Regions from separate parts of the Macaca mulatta genome. Here region 1 is linked to region 2. The links are chromatin contacts, called in public Hi-C maps. All regions are on one chromosome and are shown on one strand. Each heading gives the region's core, a stretch centred on a gene start, on an enhancer-like site or on the middle of the called end of the contact. The rest is flanking DNA. Distances are from core to core; before and after follow the strand shown.

Region 1 (6,381 bases), core at 943-3,442, 260 kb before region 2:
TATTTTGACACTGTTCCCACCCCAGCCCTAGGTAGGTGAGGAGGAGGACGGATAATGATTTGGACTTTGTCTTTGAACCTGAAGATGTTGACTTTTGTTTAGCCCACAGAATTGTCTTTATTTATTTATTTATTTATTTTATTTTATTTTTTTATCTATGAGACAGAATCTCACTCTGTCACCCAGGCCAGAGTGCAGTGGCACAATCTTGTCTCACTGCAACCTCCTCCTCCCAGGTTCAAACCTTTCTCCTGCCTCAGCCTCCTGAGTAGCTGGGACTACAGGCGTGCGCCATCATGCCCAGCTAACTTTTGTATTTTTAGTAGAGATGGGGTTTCACTATGTTGGCCAGCTGGTCTCAAACCCCTGACCTCAAGTGATCCACCTGCCTCGGCCTCCCAAAGTGCTGGGATTACAAGCAAGAATTGTCTTTAAAAGAGAGGTTAGAGTGTTCACTGAAGACATTCATTTAAAGCCTGTACCCATCATTTTCAGCACTTGCCATTTTCACTCTTTGTCCTGACCCCACAGCCTGAGAGGTCAACCAATAAGGAGATCTTTTCAGAGGTCAGATATTGAACACTGCAGCTTCAGGAAGACTGATCTATGAGATGTGATAGTAGCCGAATGAACCTTTTAGGAAGTGCATCCTATCACAGCGTCTTCTTGCTCTCACACGCACAGACTCTACACACTCACTGCACGCTAGGAACACGTGTACTTCCAGCCCCTGACACTGTAGTCACAAACGTACAGTTCAGGTGATCTCCTCTAACAGCCTTTTGCACTCCCAGATATACACAAACCACTTTTTTAAAAAGTACTCCTCTTCAACTCATTCCTCAGACTTTTAAAGTCCTCTTTCCACACAAGTACCTTTTTTTTTTTTTTTTCAGTGGCATCTCACTCTGTTGCTCAGCCTGGAGTGCCGTGGGGCAATCTCGGCTCACTGCAACCTCCACCTCCTGAGTCAAGTGATTCTCCCGTCTCAGCCTCCCAACTAGCTGGGATTACAGGTGCCCGCTACCACACCCGGCTGATTTTTGTATTTTTAGTAGAGACAGGGTTTCACCATCTTGGCCAGGCTGGTCTCGAACTCCTGACCTCAAGTGATCTGCCCACCTCAGGCTCCCAAAGTGCTGGAATTACAGACTTGAGCCACCGCACCCGGCCTCACACAAGTATCCTTATACGTACTCATGCACATGTACCATACACTTGTGAAAGCCGTGGGGCTCTGTTCATTCATTCATCCATTCATTCAACAGATCTTTTGAAAACATAATGCACACCAGGCACTGTTCTACAGGCGTTTTGGACAGACCCATGTAGGGGACTCACAGCCCGGTGCTGGAAACAGGCTGGCAAGCAGATGTGCAGAATGGTTTGTGTTAAGGGATGTGACTAGAAGTGACCTATGGGAGCAAAAACCAAGGACATGAAACGTGGCATGGAGGGTTTTCCAGTGACAGAGATGACTGAACCAAGGCACAGAAAAAGAGGAGGGCAACTCAGGGAGAAGGAAGCAAATGTACGAAAAGATACGAAGGAGTGAGAGGGTACAGTATACTGTGGAAGAGCAAGATGTTCAGTGTGATCAGTTGTATGGTCTCGGCAGGGGAAAGAAACCAAACCTCTGTAATTCCCAGAAAGCAAGGAAGCAGAGGGAGGGAGAAATTTCTCCATATGCCAAAAATCAATAGTCAGGCCAACATATGACATAAATAGAGCAATCATCCATCACCCACATGATTAAGTACAATTAGAAAGACACATCAGTCAGAAAAAAAAAAAAAAAAGATTGTAGTGTGCATTTTAATGCAAAGTATGAACAAATTCACTGTGATCTGTAGAACTGTTTTTCCTTCTCCCTTCCGAGATCCCATAAACAAGACTACTCTTTGAGGGTAGGTTCTCACCTCACTCTTCACCTGACTGAGGTCAAGGTAGCATGGGTGACGTGGTGACAGGCACACGGATTTGCACGTAAACCTGTGTGCTTTCCTAACATCTGAAGACAGAAGGGCTGAAGTAGCACCTATTTCACCAGGTCACCAAATGCTTCCTATGAGGAGCTTTGCATACATACTGCTTCTACCCTGCCTATTCGCCCATGTCTAAAATACCCAGGAGTGCCCAATTTGTCCACTGAGAGGCAGGCAAGCAGCCATTTTCTTCAGGCTTCCTTATTTAGCATTGGAGATGGTTTTAAATAGGCAGGTGGTTGTTGCCATGGTTACCCCATTACACCAGCGGCTAAACTTAGGAAGGGCCGCAAGGGATAGGAAGAAAGCTTGATACCCAGGATTTGGAAATGTAAACGGTATTATCAAACAAGGCTTATTTTACTCAGCTTAACTTAGGTTCTCCAAAGAGTAGTTACTGCTTGGCTGAAAGCCCTTTGCCATTACTGCCCAGGTTTGGACTCTCAGGGATAACCTTGAGGTTAAATCTTGGGAGTTGTCATTGCTGTGTTTTGTTCTGTTTTGTTTTGTTTTGTTTTCAGCAAGGGAGAGTGACTAGTCAGGGCTAGAACTTACCAGGAAACCGGAATCATTCACATTGCTGATTCCATTTTCTTGGCTATTCTAACAAGAATTCTTAATCTGGGACCCAAGGGCTTCAGGGGTTTTGAGAACACCTTGAAATTGTACTAAGGTATTGAATGTATTTTTCTGCAGAGAATGTCCATAACTATCAGAAGATTCTTAAAGGAACCTATACTCCCCAAATGTTTAAAAGTCACAGGTCTGAGGCCTCTTTGAATCCTAAAAGGCATCAAATTATGACTCAAATGTTGGGGTTTCAGGAAATTCTTCCTCCATGGCCTCTCTATATAGGTTGTTACCAGGGAGGATAGTAGATTCCAGAAAACCAAGTTATGTTCCCTGAGGGAATAGTTTCGTTAACGGAGCAAGAACGAGAACCGAGGAGGCAGGAATATGAGCCATGTGTGATGGACAAAAAAGAAAAGACCTTTCAGGGCAGAGATGGGGTTATTTTTTGCCCTGTCTATCTCCTAGTTATCGACAGGCTAATTATTAATTGCTAATTGAGGAATGTTAGGGAGATTATCATCTCACTGTTGGCATAAGAACAAAAGAGAAATTCGATTCAATTGAGATTCTGAAGTGTTTGAAAGTGATCTGGAATAAAGGGCGCATAAGACATGGCCCCTGCCTTCAAGGAACTCATAGTCTAGCAAAAGAAAAGGAAAAATAGTGCTCAAATATGTTTTACAAAATTATTTTAACATACAAGGTGGTTACATTTCACAGGTGATACAGTATACAGGAAGTTGTATAATATATAAGAACTTATTAATGGTCATATCCCAAACATCATTTGCAAATGAATTGTTTTCTTTTTAAGGGGTATTTTTGGTCGTGTTTTTTTGTTTGTTTGTTTTTGTTTTTTTTTTTTTTAGAAAGAGTCATTCTGTCGCCCAGGCTGGAGTGCAGTGGTGTGATCTTGGCTCAATGCAGCCTTTGCCTCTTGGGTTCAGGTGATTTTCATATCACAGCCTCCCGAGTAGGTGGGATTAAAGGCATGCACCACCATGCCTGGCTAATTTTTTTTCATATTTTTAGTAAAGATGGGGTTTCACCATGTTGTTAAGCCTGATCTTGAACTCCTGACCTCAAGTGATTTACCTGCCTTAGCCTCCCAAAGTGCTGGGATTACAGGTGTGAGCCACCACTCCTGGCCAAATTGGTTGTTTTAAGTGTAGCAATAGTGTTAAAGGGGAACCTAACTAAGAACTGTTATAATTTTTTTAGCTCCTCCTAGCAATATTGTTAAAGGGAAACCTGACTAAGAACTGTTTCATTTTTTAGCTCCTCCTAGATGCCAAGTGGTGAACTAGGGTTTTTAAATACATTAAATTATTTAAATCACAAAACAACCTTACAAGATAAACATTAGCATTCCCATTTACAGATAAAGGAACTGACGCTGGAAGACACCAAGTCAACTAACAAAAGTCATGTATTTTTTAGGCAATGGGGCTAATTTAATTTCTGACCTAGCTCTTCACTCCAGAGTTCAAGCTCTGTTTCCTGCAACTGCTATCTCCCATGGATTTCATTGAGCAAGCACTGATGTATACCAGACACTCTGATAAGTACTTTATACATCATCCCACTCATTGCTCATAATAACATGCAAGGGTAAGTGCCACGGTCCCCATTTTAGAAATGAAGGAACTGAGGCTAAGGAGGATGGAGTTATGGTTGGCATCATCTGCCTTTATGGATTGTCTCTATGGGAAAATGCCTGCCCAGTTCCAGAGGGGAGGAGAACAGGTACACCATCCAGTCATACATTGTATGGTGTGAGTATCCTCCCTGTTTCCATGTCCACAGCAAGGAGCAGGACTGGCTATATGATCTGTGTGGCCCAGTGCAAAAGTAAAAAGGTGAGGCCCCTTCTTCAAAAATTATTATGAATTTCAAGCCAGTGACAGCCAAGCATTAAACTAAGCACTGAGCCCTCTTAAGTGTGGGGCTCCGGGGTCCATGTCTCACACCTATGAGCTGGCCCTGCCTAGCAAGGAGAGAGGAATTAATAAAAAGACACATTTGCCAATAGTCACGGAGTAGAGTGTTTGCAATAAAGTCAAAAGAATGGAGGAAAGAGGGTTTCAACTTAGAGAGAAGGAGAGGGACTCTCAGTCCCACAGACAGGCGGCAGTCAGTACTAGCAGAGGAGACAAGAATCCCATCAAAGTCTTCCAGATAGCCAAACCCCAGCCACCATGGAGTTTCCAGATTAAGTCACCATGAAGAGTTTTGCCATACGAAATCTATACATAAAAACCACCTAATTCTAATGTCACTGTCAGTGAGTGTCTAGAAAGAGAAGTCTAAGCATGGAATGTTTTCATTGTTGGTTAGAAACTCAGAGTACTTGAGGAATGTGTTATTCTAAACCTGTTGAGTGTATCCACTTGACTATGTCTCTCAGCAGTTGAGGCTGAAGCAAGTTATTTCCTGTTAGACCCTTCAAAGGGACCGAAGCAGTGCTTCATTCCTACTAGAAGCTGACCACCTTTCTCAAAAGCCCTTGAGTAATTAACAGGTTCTGAAATATTAGCTTTCTTGGAGCAGGTCCCATGGAGTCACTGATGAGGGGCTCCCCAGAAGCCCTAATGTAGCTTGAGTTTTTAAGAGGTTGGAAATATACCTTGTAAATAACTAAGCACTTAGTAACTATAGAAGAAGGCAGCAGGGTATAGAGTAAGTTGGCATCAAAACTTGGCTTTGCCACGTATTAGCTATGTGACCTTGGGCAAGTTAATCTTCTTAATCCTTTGCTGCCTCTTTTGAAAATCTTGCAATGTTGCTATGAGTATTTAGTGACATTATACCTAAGTTTTCATAGTACATAGTAGGTTCGCCATAAACATTTGTTGTTGAATATCATTAAATAACAAGCATTGCCTTAAATTGACAATAAAGTATTGACAATAAATGGGTTTTTTTAAATGGCGTGGCAAATGGGATTCAGTTATCATAGAATCAATGCTCTATTGACATGGCCTTTAACCTGAAAAGTTGGAGGAGACCCCAGCAGTGATGCGTTGAATCTGCCCAAATCTTTCTCTTGGGGTTGGGAATATGGCACCAGTTTGGTTGGTTTGGATTCTGCAGGACAGAAGCTCTAGAGGAAATCCCCTTCACTGGCTCCATGGAGGTCCGAGAGGCAGAGGTTGGGGATCTGAACTCTAGAGATTCGAAGTCCAGTGCCAAGTCCGGGCTAGCAGGATCAAGGGAGGGGGTCACAGACCCCAGGTGGAATGGTATCAGGAGGAACAGGGCAGGAGTGAGTAAAGGAGAGTGGCAAGACAGATTCCATGTGCTCTCTGGGTGCTTCTGGCTTACTAGCAGGGGTCATGGACTGCATGACAGGTAGGCAAGTGGCCCTGTGGTCAGATGCTGGGGATATGACTACCCCTCCCTCACGGATACTTCTTTCCCCTCACCCACCACATACCTCTCCCCAACCCTGACCTCAGATAAAGACAGAGATGTTCTGTGGGAAACCAAATAGAAACTGACAAAGCTCAAGTCATACAGTTCTGAAAATGAAAGGAAGGGTTTCCTGTCTTGAATACCTGCGGTATGCTCTGCCGTCACAAGCATAAAATATATCACGATTTACATAAGATTTTCTTCTTATATCTAAAAATGAAACCCTTCTAAGTTGTTCTTTCCTGGCGCCCTGTGAGGTAGCCCACTATTACAACCCAGATGTGTGACTTTCTCAAGGCATAAAGGTTCAACAGCAGCAAATATAGCAAAGTTAAAAATCCTTGCCATCAAAGTCTTCATTCTGTGCCCTGAATTGGGCTTTGCCTCTCTTCATCTAATATTTGGCACC
Region 2 (7,194 bases), core at 2,433-4,932:
TCTTCTCTCCCCATCCAGTACAATGTTTGGTTGAGAAATGGGCACATGGCCTGGTTAGAGCTAGTGATGCATTATTAAGCTTTTGCTAATAATCCCAGGAAAGAACTGGGAAAGATATTCTGCCACACCAATCAGAGCCATTCAGAAATTCTCTATTTTCCATTAGACATGAGCCAGAGAGGTAGTGCAGTAGCTGCTAGGAATCATCTTGCAACCACAAGGGTAAAGCCTGTCTGAGAATGGCATCAACCCAGAAAGAGAAGACCTAGGTCCTGAGCCGCTAGCCCCTGGCCACTGGCCCCTGTTGTGCCTATCGATGCCTCTTTCTTTGTTTAAGTCGTACGGAGGCAGAATTTTCAGCATGTACAAAGACAAGAGTTACAACCGAGAAGTCCTTTTCCCTACCTCTCTTGTGGCAATTAGATAGTATGCTTTTTGAAAGCAGAGACTAGATCTTGTCTGCAGTTGCATTTCTCCACAGTCATATTGGTGCTCAGCACACAGTAGGCACTGAAGCAGAATTTCTTGGATGAACTTGAGGCGGACTCCAGAAGGCATTTCTAATCAGGCCCCAGAGCTTGGGGTAGCTAGGAGAACCTTTGTGCCTGCCCTAGGCAGTTACTGATGCAAGGCCAGGACTCTTCCTCTGGGTCATCATCAGAGATGCACAGGTTTTGGTAATGAGGGAAGCTCAGTGTGGGTTATCAATGAGTGTTAAACTTGAAGATTCCAGTTGCACCTATAGAGGCCAGGTTCACCCATCTGAATTCCCACACTCACCGAAAATAGGCCTTGAAAGGCGGCAGTTTTCACAAGAGCTATTTATTTGGCAGCTAAGCAGGAGGCCTTTCTTACATGTTTTGCGTAGGAGCTCAATATTAAACCCAAAGTCAAGGACCCCACGACTGCCATGCACCTTGTTTGCCAGACCCCTGTCAGGATTCCCACATTCCAATAGATCTTCATTTCTGGCAGAGCCTGGGGCTTAGAGCAGAGAGAGAATTCCTGGAACAACTTGAGTTTCCTCCAAGTCCAAAGGACAGTATCACATCCCTCTCCTTTGGGCTCTGGCCTAAGACTCCTGTAGCCCATGTGTAGGAGGCTCCGGGGGCCTCTCGATTCCCAACGTGTCTCTGACCCATCAGAAATGTTTGACATAGGGAACTTTACTTTCTAAGAACAAACTAGCCTGGAAAGGAGTGCTGGGGCTGTTCTTTCAGGGGAGAGATGTTTAACTGATTATTTTTTGAGAGAGAGGTTCATGCTTTGTCCTTGGACAGCATTGCAGCATTGCAGGGCCCTGGGTTGCTTTAATATTGACTCGGCTACCAACAGGTGAGTCAGCTTAATGATCTTAATGTAAGAACAGAGAAGATGAAAGAAGTGATTAACCTGCAGCAGTCTTGCTGGTTAATATTAGAGCTGACCAATTCCTCAGGCCTTCTATCTCCCAGTTCTGCCAACACCACTGTTAATAGGAGATCATCAGAATCTAGCTAAAAAGTATGCTCATCACATCACCCTAAGTTACTCTGGAGACATTTAGACCCTTCATAACCTAGACCCTTGCCTCCCTCCAGCCCCATCTCTCATCATGATTCATCTCTCAGCTAACGTTCCAGTGATAACTGTTTTGGAGCTGATCACTTAAAGCAAGCTGCATCCCTCCTCTATGCCTTTGTTTATACTGTTCCTTTGCCCAGATTGTTTTTCAACCTGTATCCTATTCATATCTCTCTCTATCCAAAGCCCTCTCATCTTTCAAAGCCCAGCTCATATATCATCTTCTCTATCAATATCTCTATCTTTCTTCAACTGATCCCCTTCCCTACACCACCATAATTTTTCAGTTCTGAATGCTAATGGTAGCTTGAAGCTATATTGGTTATACTTACTGCCTTTGTCCATCTAACTCCTATACAACCTTTAATATTCAGTTCAGTTTTCACCTCCTCCAAGAAACCTACCCTGTTGCTCCCAGGCTTAGCTGAGAACCCCATCAAGGTTCATGCCTTGTGTGTGTGTGTGTGTGTGTGTGTGTGTGTGTGTGTGTCTTCCTCACTAAGCTGTGAGGACATCCATGGCAGGGACAGAGTCTCACAATTATGCATATCTCTGCAGAACCTAACAGAAGGTCTGCCACATAATAGGGATAACCCTTGGGAGCTCAACTGAGCCAAAAATCCTTGCCAGCTGGGACATCTTCTCAGAGATGACATATTTGTAGGGAGCAGTTACCTGTGGCCAACAAGGAGATGTTTATCCAGGACCCATTACCCAGTGCACTGCTTTATTCTGGAGATTAAAGAAAGCAAGCCTGAAGCCAGGCACAGTGTCTCACGCTTGTAATTCCAGCACTTTGGGAGGCCGAGGTGGGTAGATCACCTGAGGTCAGGAGTTTGAGACCGGCCTGACCAATAGGGTGAAATCCCGTCTCTATTAAAAATACAAAAATTAGCCAGGCATGGTGGTGCGTGCCTATCATCCCAGCTACTCAGGAGGCTGAGACAGAAGAATTGCTTGAACCCGGGAGGCGGAGGTTACAGTGAGCCGAGATTGCGCCACTGCACTCCAGCCTGGGTGACAGAGTCATACTTTGTCTCAGAAAAAAAAAAGAAAAAGAAAAGAAAGAAAAGAAAAGAAAACAAGCCTGGGCAACATGGTGAAACCCCTTCTTTACTAAAAGTAAATAAAATTAGCCAGCCAAGTGTGGTGGTGTGCGCCTGTGGTCCCAGCTACTCCAGAGGCTGAGGTGGGAGGATCTCTTGAGCCTGGGAGGTGGAGGTTGCAGTGAGCCGAGATTGCACCACTGTACTCTAGCCTGGGCGACAGAGAAGACCCTGTCTCAAAAATATTAAAAATAAAAATAAAGAAAGCAGAACCAGTCAACCTGACACAGCCAAAAACTGAGCAGGTGTCTCCCTGGTATCAACAGAGATTGTCCCACCTGCTTTCAAAAACTCAGATAAAGTAACAGACACTGAACAAGGCACTTGATGTGGTGTAGAAGACACATAATTATAAATAAGGCATTGTTCTGTCCCCAAGGTCCCCTCGTGGCAGACACAAATGAGTGCAGTACACAAGTCCCATGGATGAGCTTGAAACATCAGCTTTGCCTGGAAGAGTTGAGAGAAGCCTCACAGAAGAAGCAATATTTGACCTGGGCCCTCGAGGATGAGAAAGAATCTACTAGGCAAAGATGGGAACTAGGGGAGGATAATCTAGGCTGAGGGACCAGTCCGTGCAAAGGCTCACAGACTGGTATGGACATGGCATGTCTGGGGGATGGCACATATCTAGCTGGTAGGTGTCAGAGGCTTCGTGGAAGGTGAAGGAAGAAACAAGGGCAGAAGTGGAGCTTGGGACCTGCTTGTGGGGAGCCTTGAGCATTGTGCTAAAAGATGAGGCTCTTATTTGACAAGCACTGGGGAGCCTTGAGCATTGTGCTAAAAGATGAGGCTCTTATTTGACAAGCACTGGGGAGCCTTGAATGTTTCTAAGCATAAGAATTTAAAAACTGGCAGCAGTGCTCAGGACAGACAAGAGGGGCAAGGAGGCGTAACAGAGAGTATTGCTATAGTTGGTGAGGATGATAAGGATCAGGACAGGGTGCTGTGCTAGAGCAGAGGACAGCGCATGGCTTGAGAGATGTTGTGGGGGTGGAACTGCAAAGAGCCAAGCCTGTTCAGCATCCCAAATCCTTCTAGCACTACCCACATGGCCCCTATTCCCCAGCTCCCCAGCACATCCTTCTTCCCTCCTTGGCTGTTAAACCCTAGGCAAGGAGATTCCAAATGCTGACTACATCTTCCTTGGCCCATCTCAGCTTTGGCAAATAAATTGGTGCCATTCCCCAGAAAGCTTTTCTTGAACTTCATAAAGTTAGCAAAGAGGAGAAGTGTTAACAGTATGATCTGTTGAGTACCAAATTCTAATCCCAGCCCTAACACTAACCCAGCTTTTTCACTCCCTGAAGTCCTGCCAAAATCAAAAGAGAAGGTCTGTGCCAGACACAAGTAATTTCAGCTGAACAAGCACTCCGAGGGTCACAGAGTGCTGTTATGCTCGAAAAATGTTCTGCTGCTTCAGAACTGGCTTTGGGCTGCTGGTGGTGGCGCATGTGGATGACACAGTCAAAGGAGCTTGGAAAGTATTTTTCTTTGGTAAACAAATATTTCAGTGTTGATGCTGAATTAAATCAGAAGCTCCAAGAATACAGGTGTCATTCATTTATTAAAAGAACGGAAGAAGAGAGAAGGCATGATTCTGGACGGGACCCTTCTAATGAGAATCAAAACTGATTCATCCCCAGCAGCTAGAGAAAAGCCAAGGTTTGGGGGAGACAGGCAACACATTCTTCAATGCTTATTATGCATCTAATTCTTTTAAGACACTATTGTTGGCGGGGCGTGGTGGCCTACGCCTGTAATCCCAGCACTTGGGAGGCCAAGGCGGGCAGATCTCTTGAGGCCAGGAGTTTGAGACCTGCCTGGCCAACGTGGTGAAGCCTTGTTTCTACTAAAAACACAAAAATTAGTCGGGCATGGTGGCTCATATCTGTAATCCGAGCTACAAAGGAAACTGAGGCAGGGGAATCACTTGAACCCAGGAGGCAGAGGCTGCAGTGAGCCAAGGTCACACCATTGCACTCCAGTCTGGGCAACAGAGTGAGACTCTGTCTCAAAAAAAAAAAAAAGAAAGAAAATTCATTAAATTCCCAAACATTTTCAATAAAGCAGCTGGTATTATGCCCATTTCCTAGATGATGAAGCTGAGGTATAGAAAGATAGTCATATGCCCAATGGAATGTATAAGCAAACTTTGCTCTAGTGATATTCAGACTGTATAACAACATTCTTATTTTGAGAAGCCAGAGGAAAAAAATGATGTTGATTCCTGTACATTTGTATGGGACTGCAGTTTTCCAAGCACACTCACATGCATTATTCTCACATCATACTCAGAATGGCTGTGTGAGGAGAATAGTAATATTCCCATTGCAGAGATGGAAGAATTGAGAGTCAGGGAGAAGAAGGGATTTGGCAGCCAGAAACAAGATTTGAACATCAAACTGAGTCCAGACCAAGTTCCTTTTCCACAGAAGGCGGCTCTATTTTTATATGTAAACAAAGCCTTCTATAGCGTTTGATAAGAAAGAGAAGGGCATTCTCAGGGAAGAGGGGACCACAAAAAAAAAGGTCTTTGGGGAGAACTTAAGGTGTATGGTAGAGAGTCTGAAGTCCACACGGCCAGGTTACACTGACACACAATGGTGTCATCGTCACATGCCAACCTGGGAGCCATATCACCTGGATTTGAACCCAGATTCTGCCTTTTAGCACTCATGCCTCGGTTTCCCCTTCTGTAAGTGGTGCTAATCATAGTACCTGTGCCTCCTTCATAGAGAATGTTGTGGAGAGTTAACATAAGAAAAGTACTTAGAAGAGGGCCTATTATTTAAAATAAATAAGCTTAATGAAGGTTTGCTATCACTACTATCATTATTACTACTAACTCTTCCACTAGAGGTCCTGAAAATGGGGCTGGGTTGACAAGGAAGGCCTTAGAATCTCAGGTTACAAAGTTTGAACCCAAAGGAACAAAAGTAAGAGAAGGCCAATTTTAGTTGAAACAGGATAAAGGTGTTTAGGACAATGAAACCAGTAGGAGTATGTAGGCCTCCCCTAACACGTCTCCCCATCTGGATTACGGTCCCAGCTAAGGGCTTCCTCCATCATCACACTCACCGCAAGACACTGTAGGTGCTTGTCAATTACCTGTCTCCCCAGCTGGACCATGTCTGTGTTATGGGTGCATCTAGTGTCTAGTGCAGTGTCTGGCACTAAGTGCTCCACAAATGCTCTTCTGATGAATGAAGGCATAGATGAATGGAGTAGAATGATAGTTTGGAAAAGGAAAAGTCTATAGGGAGACCAGCCCAGGGGCAGGCTCTGGGCTAGGATGAAGGCAGACAGAGTGACGGAAAAGTAAGAAATGCAAGAGGCATTTGGAAGAAAGGACAAATAGGAATTTATGAATGACAGACTACGGGAGTTAACGGGAAAGGAAGAGTCGTTGACTGCAAGCCTGGGCTCCTGGATGCTGGCAGTGGACCTATTAAAGATGAGAAGAAAGAAAGAAGTTGGTTTGAGGGAGAAGATTTGCCCTTGACTTTATCCTTGTTGAGCTTTATAGAAGTTACTGGTAGTAGCTCACTTCTGTAATCCCAGCACTTTGGGAGGCCGAGGCGGGTGGATCACTTGAGGTCAGGAGTTCAAGATCAGCCTGACCAACATGGTGAAATCCCGTCTCTACTAAAAATACAAAAATTAGCCAGCTGTGGTGGTGGGGGCCTGTAATCCCAGCTACTTGGGAGGTTGAGACAGGAGAATCGCTTGAACCCGGGAGGCAGAGGTTGCGGTGAGCTGAGATCACGCCATTGCACTCCAGCCTAGGAGACAGAGTAAGACTCTGTCTCAGGAAAAAAAAAAAAAGTTACTGGTGGTAAATGGGGTAACACAGGGCAGCGTTGGGTGACAGGTGTTGGCTGGAGATGGAGAGTTGAGGAGAACCGATTTGGTAACCTCAAGGAATATCTCTTTTTCTGGAAAAAGGGTAAGAACCAGGATAGTGGTGGGGCCGATCGATCAGAACCATGGAGGAGCCCTAGGGCAGACAGGCTGAAATAAAACACAAGCGAGAGGAGGGAATATTCACCAGGTGTCTTAAAAAAAAGAAGGGCAACTCTTAGCCCTTAGGACCATTTGCTCCCTTTTTCCTTTCTTCGTCAATCCACCCTTTGCTCAAGACTTGCCAATTGAAGAATTGAAACAGAAAGGAAGGCCATTTTATATCAGAAAGCCGATTGAGCTTAAAGTGAAGGATAAGAAGGGCAAGCCATTTCAGTTTTTGTTGCTGTTGTTGTTGTTGGTTTGTTTAGTTTTCTGGAACCATTTTATAATAATCATGGTGATCATGAACCCCTAACTCCTCCTTTCTGAGTTTCTGCAGGAAAACTACAACTGTTGGGTTCTCAGGAGGAAGAAACAGGACCATTTCTGCACTTTTCTGCTTCCTGCTGGTAGGTGGGAAATCAGGGAAAAGAAAACTAATGCTCATTCACACTGTGGTACAATGGAAAGAAAATTGGCCTTGGAGTCGAATAATCTTAGGTATGCTCTGCAAGGAATG

What was found. Hi-C and Micro-C count contacts between places; a contact is called where the count stands out from the background.
Region 1: a Hi-C map of cortical neurons shows a contact between it and region 2, with 3 times the contacts expected there. The contact joins two enhancer-like sites. A contact is called at or near these places in 4 of 14 Hi-C or Micro-C datasets (CD4 T cells, blood, cortical neurons and 1 more).

What each region holds. Positions count from the first base shown.
Region 1 is chr2:98,415,147-98,421,527 of T2T-MMU8v2.0, reverse strand. The region is part of intron 19 of DGKG (diacylglycerol kinase gamma); the gene reads left to right. Among named protein-coding and RNA genes, the nearest start is that of DGKG, 120 kb to the left of the region's middle. Within about 2 kb of position 2,192, at least 10 of the 40 cell types and tissues checked have an H3K27ac peak or open chromatin away from gene starts, as enhancers often do. A contact at or near this core is called in cortical neurons, where this site is marked.
Region 2 is chr2:98,155,274-98,162,467 of T2T-MMU8v2.0, reverse strand. No RefSeq gene overlaps it. Among named protein-coding and RNA genes, the nearest start is that of TRA2B, 54 kb to the right of the region's middle. Within about 2 kb of position 3,682, at least 5 of the 40 cell types and tissues checked have an H3K27ac peak or open chromatin away from gene starts, as enhancers often do. A contact at or near this core is called in cortical neurons, where this site is marked.